Linked DNA regions of Sus scrofa: regions 1, 2, 3 and 4 are each linked to region 5. A link is a contact called in public Hi-C data. All regions are on one chromosome and are shown on one strand. Each heading gives the region's core, a stretch centred on a gene start, on an enhancer-like site or on the middle of the called end of the contact. The rest is flanking DNA. Distances are from core to core; before and after follow the strand shown. Region 1 has its middle 16 kb from the start of ZCCHC6. Region 2 overlaps LOC110255610 (a long non-coding RNA gene). Region 3 has its middle 100 kb from the start of ZCCHC6. Region 4 holds the start of GAS1 (growth arrest-specific protein 1). Region 5 has its middle 230 kb from the start of GAS1.

Region 1 (2,712 bases), core at 193-2,692, 240 kb after region 5:
CTCTTTTAGTTAACACCCTAGCAAACCCAGCTCTCCTGAATTCTCTTGTTTTCTTCATAGAGGAAGGCTCTTCCTCCAACATTTTCACATCTGGGCCAATGCTGGGGAGACAGCTTCCACCCCACATGCTTACCATCCAAAAGGAAGAGACGCACCTAATCTGATCAATAAGCTGACATTCACAGGGCATGGCTCACCGGTGGGCAAAGTCTGGGTGAGAGTTCATGGCACCTTGGCAGAGTTAAGCTGGCTAAGCCTGGCCCACTCTAGCAATCTATAATTCTGTCTCTGCTCCACCTCCTCTACCTGTGACTGGGTGTCACTCAGATCAGCCCTGTGGGATAGACCTGGCTGAATTCAGTAGCAAAGGAGGGAAGAGAAGGCTGCCCTTTGGCCTGGATTTAGGATGTTACTGAGCCCTTGCCCAGCCCAAGACCAAAGGGACACTTTGATCCCCATCTGGGTCTCAGTTTCTTGAACCTTTTCTCCTCTGACAGGTGCAAGAGAAGCAAAACTATATCATCTTAGGTTTTCAGCTGGAGTTCTTCATGACAACAACAAAAAATAAAGCATGCAACTCGCATCAGTCAGGAGAAATCTAAATGAAGAGGAACTTTTTTTTTTTTTCTTGCTTTTCAGGGCCACATTCACGGCATATGGAGGTTCCTAGGCTAGGGGTCTAATCAGAGCTACAGCTGCCGGCCTTCACCACACTCAGAGCAACACCAGATCCTTAACCCACTGAGAGAGGCCAGGGATCGAACCTGCAACCTCATGGTTCCTAGTTGGATTCATTTCCACTGCGCCACGACAGGAACTCCAAAATGAAGAGGAACTCAAAGCAGTGGCTTAGAACCCTAGCTTATATAGCAACTTCGACCAAAAAAAAAAAAAAAAAGAAAAAAGAAAAAAGAAAAATCTCTAGGGAAATGGTAGGACAAAGGAAAGCAGTTTTAGCCTTCCAAGAGCGGCAGACAGTTGGAAGGTAACTATATGGGAGGACATTAAAGGAGTGAGGTTTGTTCGCAGATCCCTCTGATGTCTCTGGGCCACTAAAAGCCTATTGCCAGCAGGAGAATTCATACCCTCTCTTTAAGCAGCAAAGAGGGAGCTTTTCCGACATCTGCGGCTTCTCAATTGCTTTCAGCTCAAAATAAATTTTTCTGTCAGGGAGACATATTTTGGAGTGACATTCCAGTTTCCGTCACAAGAAAGGAGGGCAGCAAAGAAAAGGATAAAGGCTTTACGCCCCCCAAATTAGAAAAGTAGGACAGATATCCTTTTGGGAAATACATTTCGCTTTACGCAAAATTCACTTTCTTTTTACTTGGTTTTTCATTTTGTTGCAATGATGACAATTTCCTAATTATCACTAGCTGACGAAGCGACATTTGAGGAACATTTGAGGAGGAAGTACATTGTGCTCCAAAATTCTGCACTACTAAGACCATTGCTTCTGCTTCCACCAGCCCTCTCAGAATCTCAGGAAATGAAAGTAATAAAAGATAGGCGTGGAAACCAGGATTTAGTGCCTTACAGAATGTGCTGGACAGGTAAGTATTTGACAAGTGAAGAAATAAGGTCTTTTCTCCTGCGCCAGGGTGATCTAGGACCTCATCTGATTTATCTAAATAAATCATCTGTTTATCTAAATCCAGAGTTGGCTTGGACGAGGACACTCTTACGTGGATGGGAAAAAGAAGAACCAGGAGTGACACCGTCCTGGGGCACACTGCACCCAAAATGATTTCACAATAGGTAGCGAGTTTATTTTTACTTCATGCGGCTGCCCGCAAATTCAGGTTTCTCTGGTTCAGCTCTTTTGTGCTAGCATTTGTTCATTAAAGTGAAATGATCGTCTCTTCATCATTGTATACACGCCAGGACTAAAGGGAAAAGTTACATGAAACGGCCTACATTTCATGAAGTTCTCCAGGTATCTGAGTTCATGAGCACGCACTTATTTCTCTGAGAATCATTAGCTCATTCTCTCCACTGTGTTCCCCTGCAGAGAGGGGGAAAAAGAACTCGGTGTCCCCACCCCCACATAAAAAGTCATTCTCTCTTGGCAAGCAACTTTTTTTTTTTTTTTTTCAGCTGACATGTCCTAGATTGTTCTAAAAAGAGCAAATATAAGAAGAGATGATTCAAAGACTCCCTGGGAACTGCCACCGTCAGCTCTTAATTACAAATGCAGGGCTAGGCGAAACATCTGGATTCTGAGTCATTCCATTTCTCCAGAAAGGAAGATGTCGGCATTAGCCCTCTTGTTGCACAAACCTGTGATCTGGAAGCAGGCTCCTGAGCGGGTCCACAGTGCGCTAGGTCTTGAGACTGCAACTCACCCCCACCCACTCGCACCTACATGCAGCACATTTTGAAGGCATCTTAACCGACTACCTGCAACTGAGAACATTTAAGTCTATTTTTTTAAAAAATGACTATGGAGTTCCCGTTGTGGCACAGAGGAAATGAATCTGACTAGGAACCATGAGGTTTCGGGTTCGATCCCTGGCCACATGCAGTGGGTCACGGATCTGGCGTTGCCATGAGCTGTGGTGTAGGTCACAGATGCAGCTCGGATCCCGTGTTGCTGTGTCTGTGGCGTAGGCCGGCAGCTGCAGCTCCAATTCAATCTCTAGCCTGGGCACTTCCATATGCCATGGGTGCGGCCCTAAAAAGCAAAAAAACAAAAAATAAAAATGACTGCAA
Region 2 (2,700 bases), core at 81-2,580, 160 kb before region 5:
CATGTAATTGGTTTTTCTGGATCTGACATGATGGGGCCAAGGTGGATGGACTCTTGCGTTTTCCACCTCTAGGCTCCAGGAGGGGCACCTCTTGAATGGGCTTGCCTGGCCAATGCTGGCCACTCAGTGCCAGGAGAGGAGGAAAACAGGAGGCCCCCGGCAAATGGCCACTCCAGCCCAACCAAGATGGCAACCTGGGGCAGAAAGGGGTCCTGCCATGCCCTCGTGCCTTGGCTCACAACACCCCGGAAAGGAAGGCACGCCTTTTATCACCTCTTATTATAGATATGCACATACTCAGGTAGACAGCCAAAATTTATTCACTACATTTTTTCACTAAATAACCGGGGGAGATGGGAACAGAGTGAGGACTATTTGACTCTGGATCCCATTCCCTTAGTACAGAGTCTGGCATACTAACAGATGTTGCCCAATGTTTTTGAAGGTGGGAGTGACCAACCAGTCCTGGTCTGCCAAGATGTTATTGATTTTAACAGTGAACTCCAGATGTCCATGACAACTGGATGGTGGGGTCACTCTGTTCATAATGCCACAGAGTTGCTCACCAACTGGCAGAATTCTGAATTACGTTCGGTTTCCCTCTTGCAAATCTGGGTATCGTCCGTCTCATCAACCTGGGGGCATAAGATTTGCCAGAAGCAGACAAAGAAGTTTCTATTGTAAAAAAATCAATGTCTTTCTCGGACTGTTGGAAAATTCTTTGTTTTGTTTTTCGAATACCTGTCCGAATGATCAGTCAGCATGAAAAACTGAAAGCTTGTGAGTAGAAAAGAACAAACCCCAATAAGAAGCATGACAAATGATTTCAGTTACAGGGCTCATAGATTGCTTTCCTTCTCCAAAGTTATTTGCCAGGTGACTTATTGCAAACATACTGGCCAGTATGAAGGGATCCGAGGTTGTAGGTTGAATACTTTGATGTGAGAAGATAATTTTACAAGAAATAAATGACAGGGGAAAAAAAGATCATCAGAAATGTTCTCCTGCTCCCTTTCAGAAACAAGAATAAAATAGAGATTTGACCAAAGAAATATCCTGCCACTTAGCAATTCTGTTTTAAAATCCATTGTGCATTTGCAGAATTTCCTCAAATGAAATGCCACAATAAAGAATGCCCATTTTACAGTCCTAAACATATTTAATATACTGTTTTTACAACAGCTGTTGCTTTCACAGAACTTTAACCCTGTTGTGTAAATGCATCACCAGGAAAACACTCAGGTTGTCATGGAGACAACCTTAGCCAAGGCCCTTTGCTTGGTTGAACTGGTGTCAGCTTTCAGCCTCCCTGCATTCCAGTCTGGCATCAACCCCAGGCTACAGCTCAGACTTCATTAGAGGCCCTGATGAAGGACAGCACCGGAATCCGAAGCAATGACTAGAACTGTCTGACCGCTTTCTATCAACACACCTGATAGGAGAACTGAAAATTAATTCCAGAGGGAACGATGGTATTAATCAAGATTTTCTGGCATCTTCCTTGAAGAACGCCTGATCGATCCAGCTGTCGTTTTCTAGCTCATTTTAGGCCCACCTTTGTCTCAGCAGGGAGAGATAGCATTACAGCTGACATTTGGAAGATTATTTAAAGTATTGGGTGACAGAGGCCCCAAGTGTAAAGCCAAATTTTCAGTGTTCCTCAAAGAACTGGTGAAATTTCTATCACCCCATGAAGAAAATATAGAACCACAGCGGCATTAACTTCTGCCTGCTAACAACCCATGATAGCATCTTCTAGAAAATGTTGAATACTTTGACTTTAGCCGAAACAGAGCTTGAAGGGAAAGTGCAAAATCCATTGAATAAAAAGCAAAATTGATGGTAAGTGGTCCTTCTTGCAAAGCCTTGCAAAAGAGAGGGAAATGAAGTCCTATCTTGGCTAACCACTTCAGAGAGAAAATAAAAACAAAATACTTCTAAAATGGTTAGGTTTGGAGTTCCCGTCGTGGCTCGGTGATTAACGAATCTGACTAAACCATGAGGTTTTGGGTTCGACCCCTGGCCTTGCTCAGTGGGTTGAGGATCCAGCATTGCTGTGAGCTGTGGTATAGGTTGCAGAAGTAGCTCAGATCTGGCGTTGCTGTGGCTGTGGTGTAGGCTGGCGGCTACAGCTCTGATTAGACCCCTAGCCTGGGAACCTCCATATGCCATGAGTGCGGCCCTAGAAAAGACAAAAAAAAAAAAAAAAAAAAAAAAAAGAGCCTTGGCTCAGTAACAGGTGTGTCACAGTTGAGGTTACTTTACTTAATGGGCCGTAGCTGATATTCCAAACAAGATGTTTCAGAAATCTGTGGCATCATAAGAATTGTGAAATAGTAAGCAATGGCTTATTTGTCCTCTGTTCAAAGAGCTTAGTTAAGGCTCTGTTCTCATTGCCTCTAGGGCTTGATGTGACAGGGCTGAAGCTGAGAAAAAAAAATAAATGTTGATTTCCTGGCTTTAGCTTCCCAAATCCTGATCCCTGAGGCAAATACAAAGGGCTCCAATGGAGAGTAAATGCTTGGTCAAAACAAGACTATGAGCAGAGCTTCCTGCCGAACCCAGAACTTCTTTTTTTTTTTTTTTTTGTCTTTTTGCTATTTCTTTGGGCAGCTCCCGCAGCATATGGAGGTTACCAGGCTAGGGGTCTAATCGGAGCTGTATCCACCGGCCTACACCAGAACCACAGCAACGCAGGAT
Region 3 (2,700 bases), core at 66-2,565, 150 kb after region 5:
CCTCCTAATTTATCCCTCCTCCAACCCCCATTTCCCCTTTGGTAACTATAAGTTTGTTTTCAAAGTCTGTGCATCTATTTATGTTTTGTAAATGGGTGATTTTTGTCTTGGCAAGCCTAGCAGTTACTTCAGAAGAGGTTGTCCAGGGTCCCATCATGGTGCAGCAGAAACGAATCTGACTAGGAACCCTAAGGTTTCGGGTTCGATCCCTGGCCTTGCTCAGGGGGTTAAGGATCTGGCATGGCCATGAGCTGTGGTGTAGATTGCTGACCTGACTCCCATCCCATGTTGCTGTGGCTGTGGTGTAGGCCAGCAGCTACAGCTCCGATTCGACCCCTAGCCTGGGAACCTCCATATGCCGTGGGTATGGGCCTAAAAAGAAAAAAAAAGAAGAAGAGGTTGTCCAAAAGTAAGCATAAATGCAAAGAACACGAGTTTCCCAAATTAACTAGTGCTCTGCTTTGTCTGAATTAATCCATAATCTTTCTAAAGATTAGATGTTCTCTAAGTAAGACTGGGAAGCAGTATGTCCAGAAATATTTCTGCTCTCCTGTCATATCTATATACAATTCTTGGCTTAGAAAAAAATCACAAATCAAAAGGGAACGCTACATGTGGCCTAATATATCAGAAATTGTCACCAGTCAGTGCTCTTGTGCCTTTGTGGTAATTAGCCAGTGTGTCCATGAATTTTTTGGATTAGGCTACTTTATAGATCGGGGCTCTTAAGAGATTTATAATCTCCAATGAAAGATATACTCATATGACATGAAATTCCGTTGCACTTATGTACTTTGATTCAACACCTATAACTGCCTTGTGATATGACAGTGAATTGAAGAGGAAGAAAAATGGGGGGGGGGGACATTGAGGCAGAATGTAGAGAAGGCCTTTTAGTTCACTGCTCCTTTCAATTGGCAAAAAGTCTGGATAATGGGAGCTACTCATTGCCCACTTCTCTGAATCCCAAGCATCTCTTCCTAACAATCAGCAGGACTTCAGATGGTGATGCAAAAGAGAGTCTGGAATTCCAACACAGACTTGTCAGACAAACCCCAAGTCGTGGGAAAATAAAATCTATCATTAACTTTCTGTCCAATGCTCTAATCAGCATCATGACTTGGTGTGATGAAATATCCACAGCCCCATAAGGCTGCGGGTTCCTCCCCTCCTCCTTCTGCTCTTCTTCCCACTGAAGCAAAAAGTATTTTTTAAAGGATTGATTTGAAAAGGTTGTTCCCAGGTCTCTGTGTACTGGCCAGAGTTTAACCTCGAGTTTATAGAACTCCTGAGACTCTTCGTGGAAGCCACAATGACAGTCCAATTTGAAATCTGGTGTGTTGGGCAAGAAAACCACAAACCCTGTCTAGGCACTTTATCAGCTGGGCCTTGCTTCTGAAGATAAGCCCCTCTGTGAAAGAGGTCAGTGTTAGAACAAGCTATTGCAGCTGAGCCTTCTGGCCAAAACTCTTAAGAACTAGGATGGGTCTGGCCCAAAGGGAGCTCCTTAATACCACTTTCATTTTTAGCTCACTAATAACTTAATATTTAGTTAATGCCCACTGAAGTAGTTAACCAGATTTTTGAGTACATGAGTACAGAGTTGTAAAGGGCCGCTCAGCCTTTGATAAACATTAGCTTGCCTTGTTTTTTTTTTTTTTCTTTATTGAAAAAAAAAAAAGTATTATCTTGAAATAACCTTTTTCTTTATTAGATAATTTTTCAAGTTACAAAAATAATAAAATATTTTTTTCAAATGTCCATAAGATATATGAAGAAAAGCTATCCAACACACCCATATGCATCTTCCATAACATTCTGTAGGCATATATACATATACTAGTGTTAGGTCCAAGTTCATTCTGCTTGCCCCACGACAAGCCAATAAATCTGGAGATGAGTTGTTGGGGCAAAGAAAAAGACTTTCTTAAGAAAGCTGGGAGTCTGAGAAGATGATGGACTAATGTTCTAGAGAATCTTCTTACCTGAGTCAGAATTCAGGCTTCTTTTATACTAAAAAAGGGAGGGGGTGTGGTTGGTTGCTGCAGACTCCTTAGTGTTGGAATCCTTTGTTCTTGCAACTGTCCACTCAGGTCAGGTCATGATGTTCCTGTAATCATCCTCCAACAAGACTAATGTCATTCTCTGTTCTGCAACTTCTTTTTTTCCTTTTCTTTTTTTGGCCTCACCAGCTGCATGCAAAGTTCCAGGGTCAGAGACTGAACCCGTGCTACAGTAGCAACCCTGGCTACAGCAGTGACAACGCCAGATCCTTAATCTGCTGAACCACCAGGGTATTCCGGCAACTTTTTATCTCCATGTGAATGGAAAAAATTATACCCTTAAAGGTTACAGCCTTAAGAATGGGCTATCCTGTATATTTCAGGCTAAAAGCAACTTTCTTAACTTGTAGAAAAAGCGATAGAATACAAGGTCTAAAGTTTAGTAAAAAAAAAAATAGAGTACAAAGGTTAAAGTAGAAGAAACAGATCTAATATAGAACTAGATTTGTTTTTCCCTATTACGCAAGTACACGTAAATACAAAAGCACACACACACAAGGGGAGTTCCCTGATGGCTCAGTGGGTCAAGAAGTCCGTGTTGTCACTGCTGCAGCTTGAATTCAGTTCCTTGCCTGGGAACTTCCACATGCTGTGGGTGAGGCCAAAAAAAAAAAAAAAGGAAAAAGAAAACACATAT
Region 4 (2,700 bases), core at 158-2,657, 230 kb before region 5:
GGATCGGGTTGCGGGGGAGTGGAGGGGTGGAGGGAGGGTTGCAAATATCTCATCAGTACTCCTAATTAAGCGTGTGCCTCTTGTGTGCATTTGGATTTTATTTTTTCAAGTTTCAAAGTCCCACATTAAATTCTGAGTTCCCTCCCACCCCCCACCCCCCGGTCCCGGCACACCCACCCCCGTTGATGATCGGCAAAGATGGGAAACTCGAAAAACAAACTGAACTCTGAAGCCAGTAGAAAGCACAGATTGGGACCAGGGAGAATTAATAAAAGTGCCCCCCCCCAAGAAAAAAAAACTCACACAGTATAATGAACCAAACAAAAAGGACCATGGCCGAGCCGGATGCAAGCAGCTGCCCCCAAGCCCTGCCCGCTGGTTCTGTGCTGCGAGCAGAGGGCTCCATATCTGAGCCTCCTTAAGAGTAGGAGGAGCTCCCGGGCCTCTGTCAGGCTCCTTAAGCCGTTCCTTTCAGGCCCTGAATGCCTGAATGTGAGCTGCCCACCACCCTCCCCGCCCTCCCCCACTCCGCAACCCCACTCCAGCGGCTCGTAAAAAAAAAAAAAAAAAAAAGTTTCAACAACAACAGGCGGGACCAATAGCATCTCGAAAAGCCGGGAAAGGGGGCCGAGCAAAGGGCGAAAGAGAGTGGAGAAAGGAGAAAGCGGGCAGGCTCGGAGCGCGCGGGGCCGGAGCTCGGAGAGCCGGAGGAGCGTTGCTAATGTTTTTGTTTGTTTGCTTTTCCATGCATGCATAATGAGGGGGCACCGCGGCACCACGCGGGGGCTCCCGGCCCACTTTTGTATTTAAAGCCTCGCTGCGAGCGAGTCCGCAGCCCGGCTCAGCGGATCCGCTCCCCGGGCTCCTTGTCACCCGAGAAGCCGCCGCCGAGGCAAGCCCGGGAGCCGCTCTCTGGCCGCGCCAAGTTTCTCGTTCTCCTCGCGCCTCCCGGAAAGAGCTCCCCGGAGCTCGGCCGAGGCCGGGGTCGCCGCGGGCGGAGGGGGAGGGGACGCGGGCGGCCCGGCCGCGGGAAGGCGGGCAGCGCCCGGCCGCGAGCCAGGAAGCGGCGCGATGCGAGAGACCGCGGCGGCGGCGGCGGCGGCGCGGCGCTGAGCCCGGGAGGAAGGAGCCGCCGCGGCCGCACAACGGATCTGCAGGCGCGGAGCAAAATGCACCCGCGGCGCCGCGCGGTCCCGCAGCCCCGCCGCGGCCCCGCGGCCCGCAGCCCCCCGGGACGGCAGTGAGCGCCTCCCGCCACCGCCGGGGGCCGACCGGAGGAGCCCTCAGTGGCCGTGCACTTCTAGGAAGCCCCCGCAGCCCGAGTGCGAGCCGACCTTCTGCAAGCAGCGGGGCACCAGCCGGCGGCGCGCATGGATTTATGAAAACACTCATGCAAGAAGTTGGCAGGACAGGGGCAAACTTTTCCGCCGGCTCCGCGTCCGACGCTCCCCGCGCCTCGTCTCCTTTCCGCTCCTCGCCCGGCGGCCGCCGCTGCCCGCGATGGTGGCAGGGCTGCTGGGCGGCGGCGGCGGGGCCCGCGGGGGAACCGTGCCGGGCGCCTGGCTGTGCCTGATGGCGCTGCTGCAGCTGCTGGGCTCGGCGCCGCGGAGCTCGGGGCTGGCGCACGGCCGCCGCCTCATCTGCTGGCAGGCGCTGCTGCAGTGCCAGGGGGAGCCGGAGTGCAGCTACGCCTACAACCAGTACGCCGAGGCGTGCGCGCCGGTGCTGGCGCAGCGCGGCGGGGGCGACGCGCCGGGAACCGCCGCAGCCGCCGCCTTCCCTGCCTCCGCCGCCTCCTTCTCGTCGCGCTGGCGCTGTCCGAGCCATTGCATCTCGGCCCTCATTCAGCTCAACCACACGCGCCGCGGGCCCGCCTTGGAAGACTGTGATTGCGCGCAGGATGAGAACTGCAAGTCCACCAAGCGCGCCATTGAGCCGTGCCTGCCCCGGACGAGCGGCGGCGGCGCGGGCGGCCCGGGCGCGGGCGGGGTCATGGGCTGCACCGAGGCCCGGCGGCGCTGCGACCGCGACAGCCGCTGCAACCTGGCGCTCAGTCGCTACCTGACTTACTGTGGCAAGCTCTTCAACGGGCTGCGCTGCACCGACGAGTGCCGCACGGTCATCGAGGATATGCTGGCCGTGCCCAAGGCGGCGCTGCTCAATGACTGTGTGTGCGACGGCCTGGAGCGGCCCATCTGCGAGTCGGTCAAGGAGAACATGGCCCGCCTGTGCTTCGGCGCCGAGCTGGGCAACGGCCCGGGCAGTAGCGGCTCGGACGGGGGCCTGGACGACTACTACGATGAGGAGTATGACGACGAACAGCGCGCTGGGGGCGCGGGCGGGGAGCAGCCGCTGGACGACGACGACGGCGTCCCGCACCCGCCGCGCCCGGGCGGCGGCGCTGCTGCGGCAGGCGGCCGCGGCGACCTGCCCTACGGGTCCGGGCGCAGGAGCAGCAGCGGCGGCTGCCGCTCGGCGCCCCGAGGCGTCTGGACCCAGCTTGCCTCCATCTTGCTGCTGCTGCTGCTGCTGCTCCCGCTGCTCTTTTAGCCCGCGGGAGGGCGGGCGCCGGGACACCTGTGGCTCGGGGACAGGGTGGGTGGTTGGGGACGCTCTCTAGGTAGATTCTGCCTAGTCGGGCTCCCCCACCCACCCGACTCTTGCACGACCCCCGCCTCCTCTCCCGCGCAGGACTTTTTG
Region 5 (2,700 bases), core at 69-2,568:
TAGAGAAAATTTCAGTACTATCTCCCCTCCAACCCACCCCATCCACCATCACTACCAAAAAAATTTAAGGGAGCAGTGAGACGGTCCTACTGGACCAATGCTATTCTGGAGGGATTTCAATGACAAGACCCTCCCTCCCAACCACCCAAGTGGCTCATCAGATTCGCTTTCCCAGATCCTGACTTTTATGCCAAGTCACAGAGAAGACAGTGAAGGGGGTGAGGCACCTAACAGCAACAGCTTAAAGAGTTCTGTGCCCTGACATCCACACAACTTCAGCAGCTCCTTCTTGAGGGCTGGGGGGAGGGGGGGTTCTGTATTTCTTCCTACAATTTTTTTTTCCCACTGTACAGCAAGGGGGTCAAGTTATCCTTACATGTATACATTACAATTACATTCCCCCCTTCTTTGCTTCCTACAATTTAATTTGCCAACCAGCTTCCTTCCAAGAATTTCTGTTGTGTTGGAGCAAATCGCCACAACTGACACCCTAGTACCAAAGCTCATGACGAAAGAAGCATGGTTATGGTGCTAAGATGGGCACAAGGGGGTGAGATGCCCACTTGTGATGGCAGAGGGTTGAGATCAGTTCATTCAAGCCCTCACAAACCTGATCTAACCAGTGCCCAAGGTCACCCAGATGGCACACCTACAGCAGGTGAAGCCTTGGGAACTGGGAAGTTGCCACCCGAAATGAGGAACACAAAAGCCATAGGCCTATAGGGTTGCTTCTGAATGCTCAAGAAGAATTAAAGCTACAAAACATAGGTTCACACCCAGAATTCCTCCATCCAGACACAGAAGGACATGCATGGCTTTTCTGTGAGTAGGAAAAGTGCTTCTTATCATCTTCCTGTTGCGTTGATGGAAAACCAAGCCCCAAAGATTGAGACTGTTGTTCACAGAGTCTAAATACCAGGTCAATCCGTAACCTTGCAAAGTCTCTTATTTGAACTTTTGGGCCTTGATTGGGAAGAAGAGCAATACTTCCAACTGAAATAGTGACATCTAGAGGGAGTGAAGTTTTTTTAATTTGATCGATTGATGGATGGATGGATGGATGGATGGATGGATGGATGGATTAAATAGAGGGAATAGAGAACCTGGGGAAGCCCACTTAATTCTCACAAGAAAACAATGAAGTAGACAGTAGTCTACAGACAATAGAATATTTTATCAACAAGACAAACTTCCAGATTTCACACTATAAGGGGCAACGCCAAAATTGGGAGCTGAGAACTTCTGAGCCAGAGCCCATGCTCTAAACCAGGGTACAGCAAACTTCCAGTAAAGGGCTTTGCAGGCCAAAAGGGCAACATCTGCCCCTGGACTCTGCTCTGTCCATGGAGGCACAGGCAACTGGAGATAAGACAGAGCAAATAGGCATGGCTGTGACCTCCATAAAAATTTATTTATGGAGGAGTTCCTGTTGCGGCTCAGCCCAAATGAACCCAACTAGTATCTGTGAGGATGTGGGCTTGATCCCTGGCCTCACTTGGTGGGTTAAGGATCTGGCATTGCCATGAGCTATGGTGTAGGTCACAGACATGGCTCAGATCCCATGTTGCTGTGGCTGTGGCATAGGCCAGTGGCTACAGCTCCAATTTGACCCCTAGCCTGGGAAATGCCATATGCTGTGGGTATGGCCCTAAAAATACAAAAAAAAAAAAAAAAAAAAAAAAAAAGAAGAAGAAAAAGAAAAAAAAAAAAAGAAAGCATTACTCGAGTTCTCATTGTGGCTCAGTGGGTTAAGAACCTGATGTAGTCTCTGTGAGGATGTGGGTTTGATTCCTGGCCTCGCTCAGTAGGTTAAGGATCCAGTGTTGTCATAAGCTGTGGTGTAAGTCACAGATGTGGTTCAGATCTATTGTGGCTGTGGCTTCGGCGTAGGCCAGCAGCTATAGCTCCAATTCAATCCCTAGACTGGGAGCCTCCATATGCCATGGGTATAGCCCTAAAAAGCAAAGGAAAAAACCCACAAACCTTTATTTACGGAGGCTGAAATGTGAATTCTTTATAATTCACAGATCATTACATTCTTTTCTTCTGCTGTCTCTTATGATAATTTTATAATGTTAAAAAAACCATTCTTAGCTCACGAGCCATACAAAAGCAAGCACTGCTGATGTCTGCCAACTCCTGCTCTTAACCATATGATATTGTGTCAGGAGAGCTGGAACAAATCTTTGAAAATGGGCCCATGATTCCTTGAAAACGTGTTCCTGAAAGGCTCTTTCTAGGTTAATACGGCACGTGTTTATTCTATGTTTATAACACTAGGTCATCACACTGCCAGTGAAGGCAGAGCACATTTTGAAACTGTCCATGTACAGAAGACAGAGAATCAGGTATGCCTTTCCAAAAAAAAAAAAAAAATTTACATAAAAGATCACATGAGCAGGAGGAACTTGAGTGTTTGGGGGAAAACACCTAGGTTGACACGAGGCCAGCTGAAACAGAGCTCTCTGCCAAGGAACTAAAACACAAAGAGACAGGCATGTTTACTTTTCTTCCTATAAATGATTTATGAGGAATTTCATATGGTTGCTGAGCATACTCTAGGCTTGTTAGACATTCTCTCTTTTGACCAAGGAAAAATTTGTAAATCGGAGACCCCAGTGTGCGACCGTGGGTTCCAGAGTCAAAGGTACATTTGAGCTCTTTGGAAAAAGTGTCTCTCGGACCACTCCACTCCCTGCT

Evidence for each region. Hi-C and Micro-C count contacts between places; a contact is called where the count stands out from the background.
Region 1: a Hi-C map of liver shows a contact between it and region 5, with 2.5 times the contacts expected there. The contact joins two enhancer-like sites. A contact is called at or near these places in 1 of 5 promoter capture datasets (liver) and 1 of 47 Hi-C or Micro-C datasets (liver).
Region 2: a Hi-C map of liver shows a contact between it and region 5, with 5 times the contacts expected there. The contact joins two enhancer-like sites. A contact is called at or near these places in 5 of 47 Hi-C or Micro-C datasets (liver and skeletal muscle) and 1 of 2 datasets of contacts at active chromatin or transcription factors (skeletal muscle).
Region 3: a contact with region 5 is called in a Hi-C map of liver, with 5 times the contacts expected there. The contact joins two enhancer-like sites. A contact is called at or near these places in 1 of 5 promoter capture datasets (liver) and 5 of 47 Hi-C or Micro-C datasets (embryonic fibroblasts, liver and skeletal muscle).
Region 4: a Hi-C map of liver shows a contact between it and region 5, with 2.7 times the contacts expected there. The contact joins the promoter of GAS1 here to the enhancer-like site in region 5. A contact is called at or near these places in 1 of 5 promoter capture datasets (liver), 2 of 47 Hi-C or Micro-C datasets (liver and skeletal muscle) and 1 of 2 datasets of contacts at active chromatin or transcription factors (skeletal muscle).

What each region holds. Positions count from the first base shown.
Region 1 is chr10:28,978,234-28,980,945 of Sscrofa11.1, forward strand. No RefSeq gene overlaps it. Among named protein-coding and RNA genes, the nearest start is that of ZCCHC6, 16 kb to the right of the region's middle. Within about 2 kb of position 1,443, at least 11 of the 83 cell types and tissues checked have an H3K27ac peak or open chromatin away from gene starts, as enhancers often do. A contact at or near this core is called in liver, where this site is marked.
Region 2 is chr10:28,582,276-28,584,975 of Sscrofa11.1, forward strand. All of the region lies in intron 1 of LOC110255610 (a long non-coding RNA gene), which reads left to right. Among named protein-coding and RNA genes, the nearest start is that of GAS1, 74 kb to the left of the region's middle. Within about 2 kb of position 1,331, at least 25 of the 83 cell types and tissues checked have an H3K27ac peak or open chromatin away from gene starts, as enhancers often do. A contact at or near this core is called in liver, where this site is marked.
Region 3 is chr10:28,891,751-28,894,450 of Sscrofa11.1, forward strand. No RefSeq gene overlaps it. Among named protein-coding and RNA genes, the nearest start is that of ZCCHC6, 100 kb to the right of the region's middle. Within about 2 kb of position 1,316, at least 5 of the 83 cell types and tissues checked have an H3K27ac peak or open chromatin away from gene starts, as enhancers often do. A contact at or near this core is called in liver, where this site is marked.
Region 4 is chr10:28,507,761-28,510,460 of Sscrofa11.1, forward strand. It overlaps GAS1 (growth arrest-specific protein 1), which reads left to right and starts at 1,408. Exons shown (of 1, transcript XM_021064627.1): 1 at 1,408-2,700. The coding sequence starts at 1,501. The coding sequence ends at 2,550.
Region 5 is chr10:28,742,508-28,745,207 of Sscrofa11.1, forward strand. No RefSeq gene overlaps it. Among named protein-coding and RNA genes, the nearest start is that of GAS1, 230 kb to the left of the region's middle. Within about 2 kb of position 1,319, at least 2 of the 83 cell types and tissues checked have an H3K27ac peak or open chromatin away from gene starts, as enhancers often do. A contact at or near this core is called in liver, where this site is marked.